Linked DNA regions of Mus musculus: regions 1 and 2 are each linked to region 3. Evidence: chromatin contacts called from public promoter capture Hi-C data. All regions are on one chromosome and are shown on one strand. Each heading gives the region's core, a stretch centred on a gene start, on an enhancer-like site or on the middle of the called end of the contact. The rest is flanking DNA. Distances are from core to core; before and after follow the strand shown.

What was found. Promoter capture Hi-C pulls out the DNA fragments that hold promoters and counts their contacts.
Region 1: a contact with region 3 is called in a promoter capture Hi-C map of pre-B cells, with 5 times the contacts expected there. The contact joins the promoter of Smim18 here to the promoter of Ppp1r3b in region 3. A contact is called at or near these places in 3 of 39 promoter capture datasets (liver, neutrophils and pre-B cells), 1 of 484 Hi-C or Micro-C datasets (CD4 T cells) and 1 of 9 other capture datasets (liver).
Region 2: a promoter capture Hi-C map of pre-B cells shows a contact between it and region 3, with 3 times the contacts expected there. The contact joins the enhancer-like site here to the promoter of Ppp1r3b in region 3. A contact is called at or near these places in 5 of 39 promoter capture datasets (cranial neural crest, embryonic stem cells, hippocampal neurons and 2 more) and 1 of 484 Hi-C or Micro-C datasets (bone marrow-derived macrophages).

The regions. Positions count from the first base shown.
Region 1 is chr8:33,745,079-33,749,268 of GRCm38.p6, reverse strand. It overlaps Smim18 (small integral membrane protein 18), which reads left to right and starts at 1,499. Exons shown (of 2, transcript NM_001206849.1): 1 at 1,499-1,571. All of the region lies in intron 2 of Gtf2e2 (general transcription factor II E, polypeptide 2 (beta subunit)), which reads right to left.
Region 2 is chr8:34,273,289-34,277,771 of GRCm38.p6, reverse strand. No RefSeq gene overlaps it. Among named protein-coding and RNA genes, the nearest start is that of Gm29243, 59 kb to the right of the region's middle. Within about 2 kb of position 1,466, at least 62 of the 459 cell types and tissues checked have an H3K27ac peak or open chromatin away from gene starts, as enhancers often do. A contact at or near this core is called in bone marrow-derived macrophages, hippocampal neurons and pre-B cells, where this site is marked.
Region 3 is chr8:35,374,077-35,378,748 of GRCm38.p6, reverse strand. It overlaps Ppp1r3b (protein phosphatase 1, regulatory subunit 3B), which reads right to left and starts at 2,087. Exons shown (of 2, transcript NM_001364452.1): 1 at 1,996-2,087.

The DNA.
Region 1 (4,190 bases), core at 250-2,749, 1.6 Mb after region 3:
CCCACACAGAGGTTCACAACTACCTGTAACTCCAGCTCCAGGGGATCTGACACCTGCCTCCAGCCTCTGGGCACCAGGCACACATGTGGTGCACAGACATGCATGCAGACAAAACATCCATAGACATAAAATAATAAGTATTTTTAAAGTTACTTAGATTGGTCTTAAACTTGTGATCCTGCCTCAGACTCCTGAGTAGCCGGATGATAGGCCCGTACCGTTGAGAAAAGCATTTTAATTATAATTAGTGTTATTAAATTTATCTTACAATACTGTATTAAGAAAAGAAAAACTGGTAAAACTAAAAATAAAAAAATAAAAAAATTCACAGTATATTAAAAACTCCAAACAAATGATCAATTATGAACCACATATAGTTTTATCACAATGTCCCTAGTACTAAGTCAATGCTAATCAATCAAAGTCAACATTCAAATATTTATTGAAGGATTACTACAATATAATAAGGGCATTTCTATGAACTCCTATAGCTAGGAGCTACAGCTCTAGAAACTAATATAATGATTTACCTATAAATTTTTATTTACCTTTACTATGATTTATCTATATATTTATAGATGTTATAAATAGTGATTTATCTATAGATATAAACAATATATAAATAAATAGATTATATATATCCAATATATATATATTTACCCAATCTCCCACTGGTTTGTTTGTTCCATTGATTGATTTTTGGTGGGGTTTTGTTGTTTGTTTGAGACAGGGTCTCAGTATGTAATCTGGAACTCACTATACAGACCGAGCCAGCTTCTGCCTCTCAATGCTCGGATTACAAGTGTGCACCACCATGTACAGCTCTTACTACTCCTTTAATTAAAAGTAAATCTTGATTCTGCTATGATTAGGCCAAACTCTTTTCACCATAACTAAAAATAATGAATAGCCAAGCCAGTTGGACTAGACCCAATTAAAAACATAAAAGCTGTCTATATCTTAAAATTTAGAAAAAAAAATTACCCACCTAAATTAACTCTACTATAACTAAAAAAACTAAAATACTACTTCTTTTCTCTCAAAATTTCTCCCAAATACAAGTGTTCATAACTCTAGAAATCAAGACTTGAGAACATATTGAAAAAAAAAAACTGTTTTAATTTTAAGCTTACTTATGAGATTTTATGACCATTTCCTGCTAACATTTTACTAAAATGGTTAACCTGAGCAGTTGTTTCCTAGGTAACTACCTCTAGAGACTATGTTCTAGCCTTAGCACTACACTGTTCAGAGATACGTTAAATTTTATAGAGGGAAAAAAAATCTAGGAAATCAGCAACTGTTCCTATGTGAAAAATTAGCTTAAAGACAAAACAAACAAACAAACAATTTAAAGAGGTGGCAGGTGACAGCTCAGACAACCCTATTCAAGTTTATGAATGATCTACTCCTCAGGACGGCAGGACTTAATAATGCAAATGAGCACAGAGGAAACTGTCAGCTGCATTATGCGTCGGACCAATAGAAGCACAGCTCCATCTTGGCTGTGCACCAGACCGCATTACAAACAGACGGTACCATCGCTTCAACAGCATCTTTCCAGACAAGAGGTAGGTTTATTTGATCCTTTTTATTCAGTAGCTCATACCCTTATAAAACAGTAAAAAAATATTTTACCATGAAAGCCAGAAAGCACTATGCCTGCTAAAGACGTAAAAACAATGTATTAACCCATTATTTGGTAAGATTTTATCATGAAAATGCCGACTGCCTCATGCTATTTGATAAGCATCCTTACCATCTGTGCCTTAATGGAAATTCATTACATTTCCTACCAATCTGATCTCCACCCAGACCTTAAGTAGGACAAAAGCATTTGATGTTTAACCTGAGTCTTTGCTAATTTCATTTTCTCAAAGCAAATTTATTTCAGCAGTCTGGTCTGTCTTAACAAAGGATGTTTCTCAAAGGAAAAAAATCTAAAATAGCAAAGCCTTTGGCTAAAGCTTTCTGATTATATGTACAAATTATATTGGCTGGTAAAAAGCAGTTACAAGAAAGCTTGTATATCAACAAAGGAGAAGATAATTCAAATTATTTATATTTGACTTTGAGTACTAATGTAGAGAAAGCAAAGAAAATGCCAGTTATAATTTTTATATAAAAATTTTTAACATGTATCATTATGTGAGTCATATTATATTGTAAGCAGAGATAATTTATAAATCATCAGATTTTCCTAACATCTTAGTTAAAATAATTCCTCACAGTAAAATCTTACAATACAAGCCATGCTATCAAACAAAAATCTTTTAAAATGTCCTTAAATTACAAGGCACACAAAAATGTAAAGTAACTAGGTTACTCTAAACAGGTACTGATCCACACAAATTCAGTCTTTCTGATAAAGCACATCTTAAAATCCAGTGTGTCCTAGGAGAGCTGGCTAAGGTACAACAGTGACTCTCCCTAGTAAAATCACTTCCCCAGCTCATAATCATCCACATTTCTGCACACAGTATCTAGAGATGTCAGCCCTACTCAGCAGATGCCAGTTCTGCAAGTACTTAACAATCTAAACATCCAACTCTGCCCTTTACCTGGATGCTAAGTATATTTACTCCTAGGTTCTTTTATTTTTAACTTCTGCTTTTCTTTCTATTCCTTCTGTTTCTTAGCATTCAGGTTACACAGACAGATTATCTCTTGAAAAACTCAAAAGGTTGCTGTAACAAGATACTAGACCTCTCAAGTTCGGCACAGCAGGTTAATTACCTAGAAACCATTCTGCTTACCATACAGTATGGGAGCCAAGTAATATTAAAATAACTAACAATTAACAGTTAATTTATGGTTTATATTTTCAAATTGCCTTAAGACTCATTAACAGACTACATTTTCATATAGTCTATATCTATTATTAGCATACATGGAGGTTCATCATCTTTCAAGTATACCTTATCTCAGAGTCTCAGAGTCTGAACTCAATTAGTGGTTCTATAATTTAAAGGCTAGTACAATTAACTGATCATATTTCAAAGTGATGTGCTTAAAAGTGCCAGAGAATTTAATTTACCAATTTTCACCATAACTAGAGCTAAATCATAACTTCTAATCTGGTGATCCAGGGTCACAAAACCAATCCCCATAAATATCCCACTGGGGCCTTTTGAAAATGATAGAAAAATAGGTACAAGGAATATAGCAAAAATAACATAAAACAAAACCTAACTAAAAATATGACTTTCGCTGGGCAGTGGTGGCGCACGCCTTTAATCCCTTTAACTTGGGAGGCAGAGGCAGGTGGATTTCTGAGTTCGAGGCCAGCCTGGTCTACAGAGTGAGTTCCAGGACAGCCACGGCTATACAGAGAAACCCTGTCTTGAAAAAACAAAAAAACAAAACAAAAAAAAATAATAATAATAATAATAATAATATGATCTTCTTTCAAGCTTCCCATTTCTATAATAAAATTATAAAGGGGGATCCACAAAGTACAGACTGTTATTGATTGTATTTTTAATCAGTTTCTCCCAGTTTTTATAATATGCTTACAGCACTTCCTTTATACAAATTTAATTTTCACTTGGAAAATGTAGTCCAGAATAGGACAACCTCATGGTATACTTCTTTCAGGTGCTAAGTACACCAAATCCATTGCCATAAGATGTAGTCTTTACCTAAAAACTAACACACACAAAGCCTACTGGAGCTTTTCTATACTTTGGAGCAGCACACACTTAACTGAAGGGCAGTGAGGCCTGCTATCCAGGTTTACTTGTTTCGGGTGTCCAGAAGTGAACTAAAGCAACACTGTTTTGAATTCCCATCAGCTTCAACACTGTCCACAGTGGCAAAGTGTCATAGCATATACATAAACTCAGTCACTGTTGTACAATGACTACAGTAACTCTTACATAAGAAAGTATTTAACAGAAGACTTGATTACAGCTTCAGAGGGTTAGTCCATTATCATCATGGTGGGGAACATGGCAGCATACAGGCAGGTACGGGAGCAATAACTCAGAGTACATCCTGATCCACAGGGAAAGAGCCTGGCTGGGCCTCGGAATGTGCTATTGAAACCTCAGAGCCCACCTCCAGTGACAAACTTCCTCCAACAAGGCCACACCTCCTAATCCTAATCATGACACTCTCTGGTGACTGGAATAATTGAATATATGAGCATATGGGGAACCATTCTTACTCATATATACTCCTCCTTAAAC
Region 2 (4,483 bases), core at 217-2,716, 1.1 Mb after region 3:
ACAGGGTTCCTGTTTGTTTTGTTTTGGCCGTGCCTTACTTTTTGTTATTTTATCTCGTTCATAGTTTCCCTTTTCACCCACTGTCTATAATGTAATTCCCTCTCCCATTTTGCCCTTTCTCACCCAAGCTTCCTTCCTTGGAAGATCGCCCTTTAAAATCGGGTTTCCCACCAACAGAGCAGCCATGCTGGTGGAGCCGTCACCGTGGCTCTGGCCACAGACCTCTTACACTCTTCCTTAGAAGACGACAAGCAGCCATGCCCCTGAGGGTAACCATAGCAATGATTCACTTGGGCCATATTCTTATATGACCAGGATGAAATCATACAGTGTAGATCCCTGTGTCTAGCTCGGTTCTATCTTATCACGTGACTCATCCACAGAACACAGTATGTTCTCTCTCCTGCTGAATTCTACTCTGCGTGGATATGCCACAACTGATGCCCTTGAAATCACTTCACCTTTGGGGCCAATGTGAACAGTGTTGATGTGAGCCTTCTTGTGTGCATCTTGGTAGCTGTCTGAATATCATATGCCTGGGGCTAAAATTGCTTGTTCACAGACAAGGATTGTGCTGGCCAGTTTTATATCAACTTGACATAAGTTAGAGTTATCTGAAAGAAAGCAAACTTAATTGAGAAAATGCCTCCATGAGATCCAGCTGTAAGGTATTTTCTTAATTAGTGGTTAATAGGGAAGAGATCAGAGCATTGTGGGTGGTGCCACTCCTGGGCTGGAGGTTCTGGGGTTCGATATATAAGAAAGCAGGCTGAGCAAGCCACGGGGAGCAAGCCAGTAAGCAGCCCCCCTCCATGGCCTCTGCTTCTGCTCCTATAACCAGGTTCCTGCATTGATTGAGCCCCTGGCCTGACTTCCTTCGTGATGGATGCAAAAGCAGAAGCCAAATAAACTTTTTCCCCCCTAGCTTGCTGTTGGTCATGGTATTTCATCACAGCAATGGTAACCCAGAGTAAGAAACGTACATATAAAAATCCTTCTTGCTGCACATACTTGTCAATATCACAATATTGCCTTTTCTGCTTAACCTGTTTTAGTAATACATGGTAATCTTTCACCACAATAAAGCATTTATTTATTTTGTTATTAAGCCTTGGCTGTCTGCTTTTAGAAGTGTATCTTGGTCATTTCTCTCATACTTTGTTTTGGAGCAAACAGACCTTTTCCCTGATGACTAATGAAGTTATCATGCTCACAAACCAAATGAGTCACGGAGCTAAAGTGAGACTTAGAACAACAGCCCGAAGCCTCTAGGCTTTTGCTGCCACCAGAATAGGGAGTTCAGGGTCAGTTGTAGTTGGTAATTGTGGCCAAGAAAAGCCAATGAATAAATCTTAAATCTTAAATGTCCTTAAACCATGACGGGACTCGTGTGTGTGTGTGTGTGTGTGTGTGTGTGTGTGTGTGTGTGTGTGTGTGTGTGTTTTCTTTTGTAACTCATTGCATAGTTCCCCAGCATGAACTTTATAAATAACTGCATCATGCTACAATGTCAAAAGGTGGTGGTAGTGGGTGAGCTAAATAATGGCATGGCCATTTATGAATTACAGGGACTGACCTAAAAATTGTGTGTGGGATAGATGATAGAAAGTGAAACTGTGCGTAGGTAAAAATAGTTAGAGATAAGTGGGACAGGAAGAGAAGCAACAAAACCGGAAAACAAAGACAAACCAGTGCAAGCTGGAAAGGGAAATTTACAAGAACTAATCCTTCGATTCTTTTTTTAAGACCAAAAGCAGAAAAAGAAAGGGTTTTTTTTTTTTTCCTTTCTGATGACAGATGGACACAGTGGGCCAGAAGACAAGGCAGTTTTTGAAAAGTATATACTTTGTGTAAAACCCAATGATTTTTGACATGTCAGCTATATCCAAGAGAAAAAAAAATACCTCATCCTGAAAAATGGGAATTTTGGTTCAAGAAATATAAGGCTAAAGATAGAGTTGGGTGAATCAGTTGAAAAGAGATCTAGAAGTGAAGATAAGTTAGAGAAAGGTCAGAGAAATAGGAAGGGGGAGTCTGCCTGTTCCAGTAACTCAAGGACAAAAATCAGAGCAGTGTGTCTACGGCAGTGGGTCTAGAGTATCGGGTCTAGAGCAGTGGGTTCTATAGCATCTACGGCAGTGGGGTCTAGAACAGCAGGGTGTAGAGCAGCAGGCCTAAAGCAATGGGTCTAGAGCAGTGGATCTAGAGCAGCAGGGTCTAGAACAGCAGGGTCTAGAGCAATGGGTCTAGAGCAGCATATTAATAGAACATTTAGCAATGTCTTCCATTGTGAAAAGCAGGAGAATTGGGTCAGGAGTAATTGAAAATAGAGTTGAATGAAACCATTTCCATGGTGGAGAGCTCTTCTTATTTCAGACCCTGAAAATCCAAGGACCATAATCACTGAAAATTCCATAGCTTCCAAAAGTTAGATTTGGCTTGCAGATTTCCCACTTATGTGGGAATAGTGATAACCACGCCCTTATAATAGTTTTTGCAGAAAACCTATCCACTACACTTACTGTTTCAGATATGTTCCATTTCGAAGCAATAGCCCATTGAATTTGTGCAAAGATTGAGGATGAAATGCTGAGTTCTGTGTGAGCAGCTGTCATGACAGATCGCAGATCTTGAGTGGTTAGATTCTGTTGTTCTGGATGTTCAGCCAGGGTGTTCTGCCTCTCAAATAAGCCTCGGCCTAGGAATCCTTAGGCCCCTATTGTGGCCCTGTGTGATGCTCACAGGACCTAGTTTCACTCAGATCTCAATCTGGTTTGAGGCTTTACACTACACATGAGCCAAACTCAGCAAAATGACAAGCAGGGTGACTCACATTATGGGAGTGAGTCTCTTTTCACTAGGATCTACTGGCCTTGTGATGAAAAAGGACAGCTTTGACATGTACTCTGGAGGTAGGCACTGCTGTTGGCACTGATGTCATGGGGGCTGAGCCCCTAAATGGGGCAGGGAAGTTGTGGACACAAGATGGGAACGTTGAGGGCCATCCTGCTGCTTTAAACACTGTCCTGGGGTCTGAGGTAGACTTAGACAGAGATCCTTAGCTCACTGTTTGAATATTATGGTTTATTTAGAAGCTGATCTCAAGAAATGCCCATGGTAGGTCAAAGAGGCAGGATAGGAGAAAAAAAAAGTAAAAGAAGCCACTCTGTGGAATTAGAGAACTGTCACACACGGTGTCAGGCACAGCCCGGGGGGTATGCTCGAAGCTCAGGTGCCTCATCACTTCCTAGCAATTCTGGCTTGCCCTCAGGTACAGGATGGCTCTGAGAGGCCAGGCAGAGCTCCAGGCCAAGAAACGCCATGGTTGACGTTGGTTCCAGATATGCGCACACCAACTGTTGTGCTGAGGATGAGGGCATAAGGCCCTGTCACCTACTCAAGCCCTGATAAGGAGAACACTCTATAAAAGTCAAGGCTGTAGTGATCTCTAGTGGACCTAAGCATAGGACATAATCTCCTAAGGTCTGGACAGGACTCTGAGAGGCGCCTCCCTCCCCATCTCTCTGCATTATTGCTTCTCCACATAGTGTGCTTTGTTCTTTTTAGCCCTGTGCACATGGCTGACTCTTAGGATGTGACTGCTCTCTTCCTTCTTTACCACAACAGTCAGAGCAGGCCTCCTTGGGTTGGAATCCAGGCATCTGAGACCCATGAACCGTTTGGCTGCCAGCTTGATGCTCTATAGAGCATCTATAGTCTTGACATTCTTAATCTTTTTTGATCAGTGGTCCTACATCTTTATTTTGCACTAAACTCCACAAATTATGTAGCCAGTTCTGCTAAAAATTTGTAATCCCATTTTACAGGCATGTATTGCATGCCCCAAATTATCACATGTAAACTTCACAAAGATGTCATCCACAGGGCCATTGTTCATCCTTGTATATATGTCACAAGACCCCAAAGGGCTGTTCTGTTCTGTTTTGAGACAGAGACTCATGAACCCTAGGCTTCAAACTTCCTGCATAACCAAGGATTACCAACAGTCTAGACTATCTGTGGTAATTTAGAAGATACCATGTGGTCTTAGACAGTGGAGATCTACAAATTCTGACCCTCTTGCCTCTACCTCCCGAGTGCTGGGACTATACCATACAAATTATATGATGCCCACTATCTTAATTAGGGTTTACTAGTCTGTGATAAAACATCATGACCAAAAGAAAGCTGGGGAGAAAAGGATTTATTTCACTCACAGTTCCACAGAACAGTCCATCATCAAATGCAGTGAGGGCAGGAACTCAAGCAGGACAGGAACCTGGAGTCAGAAGCTGATGCAAAGGCCATAAAAGGATGCTGCTTACTGGCTTGTCCCCCATTGCTTGCTCACCCTGCTTTCTGATAGAGCCCAGGATGCTTGAATCTCACTCAGAAGGGGAAATAAAATAAACATCAGAGGTGGAGGGAGGGAGGGAGGGAGGGAGGGAGGGAGGGAGGGAGGGAGGGAGGGAGGGAGGGAGGG
Region 3 (4,672 bases), core at 838-3,337:
GCCATTGGTGAAGTTGTACTATTGGAGCCTAGCATGTAAACTCACCATGGCAGCTCCCTTTATTATTAAACTGTAAGAACGAGCTGAATTGACGGTGGAGAGACAAGTTTCTATTCAGAGCCTGAGCTCAGGAGACAGTCCCAATAACATTTTCAAGAACTTTTTTTTTGCAAGATTCTTCCATGAGAGGCAAATGTGAGTGAGGTTCTTCTGATAGCCCAGGAGTTACCACTGGGACTCCTGCCCTGCGGAATTGCGTAAGCAGTCCTGGCTTGGAAACCCTTCTTTTTTTCCCTCTGGGTATCATCATCATTACAGGTTAAGGACATTTACCCTTGTGGCCTCTATCAAGGGTGCGATGTGGCAGTGGGTTGTCCTCACAGAACATTCCAGCTTTTATTAACCTCATGCTCATCCAAGAACTGGTGTAGTAAAGTGCTTGTGTGAGTTTAGCTTTCCTGACTCTCAGCTATGGATGTCTCAACAGGACTGTGACAGTGATGATGGCCACTTAGAAGTACTTTCCAGAAACCGAGACAGTCCACCAATAGTTAAGTCCCCTAAAGGAAGGCAGCTGGACAGGTGCTTGAGGAAACATCTTCACAGCCACACACTCGTGTATGTACTGAAGTCCTTATTCTGTCTCCAACACTGCCCCAGGCTTTCCTTCTACCGAGGAAACAGGCAGTAGCAGAGACCACCGATGCACATTTGAGCCGGTAAAGCGACACAGGACCTGGACACAGTTGCAGGACAGGATCCCAGGAGCCTAAGGAGCTGTTTCCCAAGAACAATCACACACCCTGCTTTCACGTGGGTGCCTCAGAAGTCAACTGCCTCTGAAGAGAGCTTGGGCCAGGTTTGGGACGCTTGCAGAAATACCTTCTGTGTCCTACTGAAATAATGTGGTCTTTCAAGATGCTGCCAGCCTTAGAAGGCCAGTAATATTTCTTTTAAGCTTGACAAGTCTGAACAGAAAAACAAAAACAAAAAACCAAAAAAAAAAAAAAAAACCAAAAACCAAAAAAAACAAAAAACAAAACAAAACAAAACAAAACAAAAAAAACCAAAACCCACAACCTGCCTAGCTTCAGGCAGTTGAGCGACTGAGTTTCTGACTGAGACCTTCTTTCTGCAACTCTTCCTCGCTGATGTCAAAACCAAGTTAACAATAACCCACCGCAACACTACATTAGATAAATATCCTCAACCAATTCAAGACACCACCATCCACTCCTCCCCCCCCCTTTCAGCAAATCTCGGTTCTCTCCCCAAATGTCTAGCTGATACTTTTATATGTATGAAGTTGACATTGGCCCCCTTTTGTATACAGACCCTAATTATTACAGTTTTAATGTATACACCCCTCAATCCTTGAAGAGAAATGTTTTTGAATAGGGCCGCATAATGAGCAGTCAGGTAGCTTTGAATGAGGCAGCCCACACCAGCTAATAAGGGCCAAAGACAGCAAGAAGCTCAGGCCTAAGAAGGCCTCTGCCCAGCTGAGCTTTAACAAACGAAGAACTCTCCGGGTTTAAGGGTTTCTTCTGAGGTCACTTGCAGCTTTGACCTTCAAGGTTGCTAATAGGGCCCCGATGCTTCTCTTTCTACTAACTTTCCCCTAAATGGCCCTAGTTTACTTCAGCTGTCTCTACTTTCTCCCTGGCTCCTGGACGTTCTTGCCAAAGGGACCAGTTCCTTCCCTGCCTAGGCTGAAGAAGCCTTTCTTTCTCCTGGACCCGCAAGCTGAGACAGGGCCACATTCCAGCAACTCTGCAAGTTCCCCCACTCAAGTCTTTTTCAACTTTCTCTGTTTCCCCGTGGGCCTGCCATCCCCTGTTCTGAAGCTGCCGTCCGGTTCAGAGCCTCTCCTCTGGGTTCAAAACGGTAGCTGTGAACAAGTCCCTGGGGGAAGGTCAGCGAGTCCCCATCCCACCAGACACAGGGTGTGCCTGCACCCGCCCTCGCCCCAGCTTAGACTGGGTCTGCACCTACCTCTCCCGGCGGCGCCGCAGCCGGGGCCGCTGCTCGCTGGCCTCATGGGAGAGCCTGAGAGAAGTGTCAGGGTTGATTGCTGCCACTGAACTACGTGAGCGTCGGGGTGTCCCGGGGGTAGGGCCTGGGCTTAGTTCCCGGAGACGAACAAGGAGGAGGAGCCCAAGTTATCACATCAGGGCGGGACCTGGCGGCGGGACAGCCCAGATGGGGGCAGCGCCTCGCGAGCACCCCCACGCGGGCTGCCCCGTTCCCGGGTGGAGCTCGCCTCGAGCCCATTGCCTTCCGAGACCCGAGACGACACAGCGTGTGCCTCTTGCCTGTGTGCAGCAAAAGGAGATCTGAACCTAAGTGGGGAGTAGTAGGGACTGGTCCGCACTACTTGATGGAGTCAGGGCTGGGACACGGGTTTCTCGCGTCTATTTCGTAACGGGAAACTGAAGCCCCGGGAGCTTGTATTTGGACTCCAGATTCTGCCACAAAAAACTAGAATTATCTTCCAAAGTGTCACATCTCAGGTTGGGGATGTGCCACGTTAGGACTCGAGACATCCTTTCTGTTCAGGACACGTTTCGCAGGCTAACTCGCTTAGGGATCTCGGGGGTCCCCTCTAGGCTCCATCCCAGCTCCGGTGCCTGAGATGTTTCTGCACGCTGAAGCGACAAGCCACCCGAGCCCAGCTAGGGGATTCTACTACCTGGGAGTCAGTGTTAGTGGGACAAATGGTAAGTGTCGGAGAACTCCCCCGCGTGCCCCTCACCGCAGATTTCCTGGCTCTGGACCTTGAACTAGAGGCTTGAGGAGGTACGTACCCGGTACCACTCTTGAGTACGGAGGGGAGACCCTTCAGCCCGCCCCACCATCTGAGCTGGGTGACAGTGACAGCAACCACGACGGCAAAAGTGGGGCAGGCACTCGGCTTGGTCCACGCAACAGCAGCCCTCTCACCTGCTCACTGGATTGCAGCACTCTGGATTCCAGCTCCAGCAATCTGTGGCTCACTTTAACTTTCCAGCCACCTCTCCCCACTAAGGGTGCTATCCAAGACCACCTTACCCCCACCCCCACGTGAACGCAGGACTCAGCCAATGAGCTTCCGGGACATGAGCCGCAGACCAATAGCTACACTTGGGGCGAACAGCACTCTACCACGTGATCTGCAGTGTGTGGCGAGTGACAGGGCTGGAGTCCAGGATCTGGGAAGGGGACAGCGGGTCACAATTTCATCAGGAACCGGGGTACCCATGCCAAGGGGTGGAGGCGATTTCCTACGGTAGAAGGTCCGGCTGTAGAGAGACGGACTGAGGAGCACAGGCTGTGTGCAAAGTTCCCCACTGCTAACAAAGTTCTAGCTAGATGGTAGACTCCCAAGTGTGGAAGGCAGTGTTGTCTTTCCTTTGGCCCCTCCTTCTCCCGCCCTCTTAGGACAAAAAGCCCCAGGGTTCACAGATGGCCATGACCTTCTCAGAATGCCCAGAAGCAAGTGTTCTCTCCCCATTTTGATTTTATCTGCAGCAGTAGTGTCCCAAGCATTCACTGGATCTTGCTTTTGTGGCTGTTACTCTAGCAAAATCTTTCCCTTAGCGATGTTATCTGGCAGAAGAGCATGACTCTCATGCTCACAGTACTGCACAGGTGAGAGAGGATTAGTAAGGTGGGTGTGTTTAGGAAACAGCCTGACTTCGGTCCATACAGTAGCCTGGAGTTCTATACAGGGTCTGAACACTTTAGGAAACAAGGATTCCTCTTGGGAAACCTATGGCCCTGAGCAGCCACTTGAGTGAGGTAGGCTCATGGTTTTCTACCTTTAATGACTAGTGAAAATTTGGGAAGTTGCTAATTGATACAGGATTGCCAACTTTACAAAGTGTTAAGTCAACACACTAAAACAAACAAATCTACCACCCGCCCTTTCTGTTTTGAAACAGCCTCTTATTACATAGCTCCAGCTGATCTCCAACTTAACCCTGTAGTACAGGCTAGCTGCAAACTCATAGCCTTCCTGGGTTATAGGCACGCACCACCACTTACTGACTTTTTTTGTTAAGTTTTTGGTTTTTTTGGTTTTTTTGACAAGGCTTTTGTGTGTAGCCCTGGCTATCCTAGAACTCACTCTGTAGACCAGGTTGTCCTTGAACTCAGTGAAAGAGAGAGAGAGAGAGAGAGAGAGAGAGAGAGAGAGAGAGAGAGAGAGAGAGAAGAGAGAAGAAGAAGGAGGAGGAGAAGGAGGAAGAGGAGGAGGAGGAGGAGGAGGAGGGGAGGGAGGAAGGGAGGGAAGGAAGGAGGGGAAGATGGGGTCGGGGGAGACACATGGCTACTGGGTCCAGTGGAGAAGGTTGATTGTAGATGTGAAGGAGAACATAGCCATAGGCAGAGACATCTGGGAGAGTCCAGAGCAAATGTGACCCTGAGCTAGGCTACGTGAGGAGAGGAGGGAGGGGAGAGGAGAGACCAAAAGACCAGGAGGATAAAGGGTAAATGAAAAGACTCAAGTAACAAAAATGCCTAGACAGCTTTTATAGGGAAGGGCAGCTTGGGGAAGGGCAACCCAGTCCCTGGGCTGAGAAGTTCTGGTTGGGGTAGGGCATTAGAAGAACCTAATGACCATGTTTCCTTTGATATGTTAAATAGTCACCTTAGTTAGCCACTTGTTCCGGGTTTAGATCTAATACTCAGA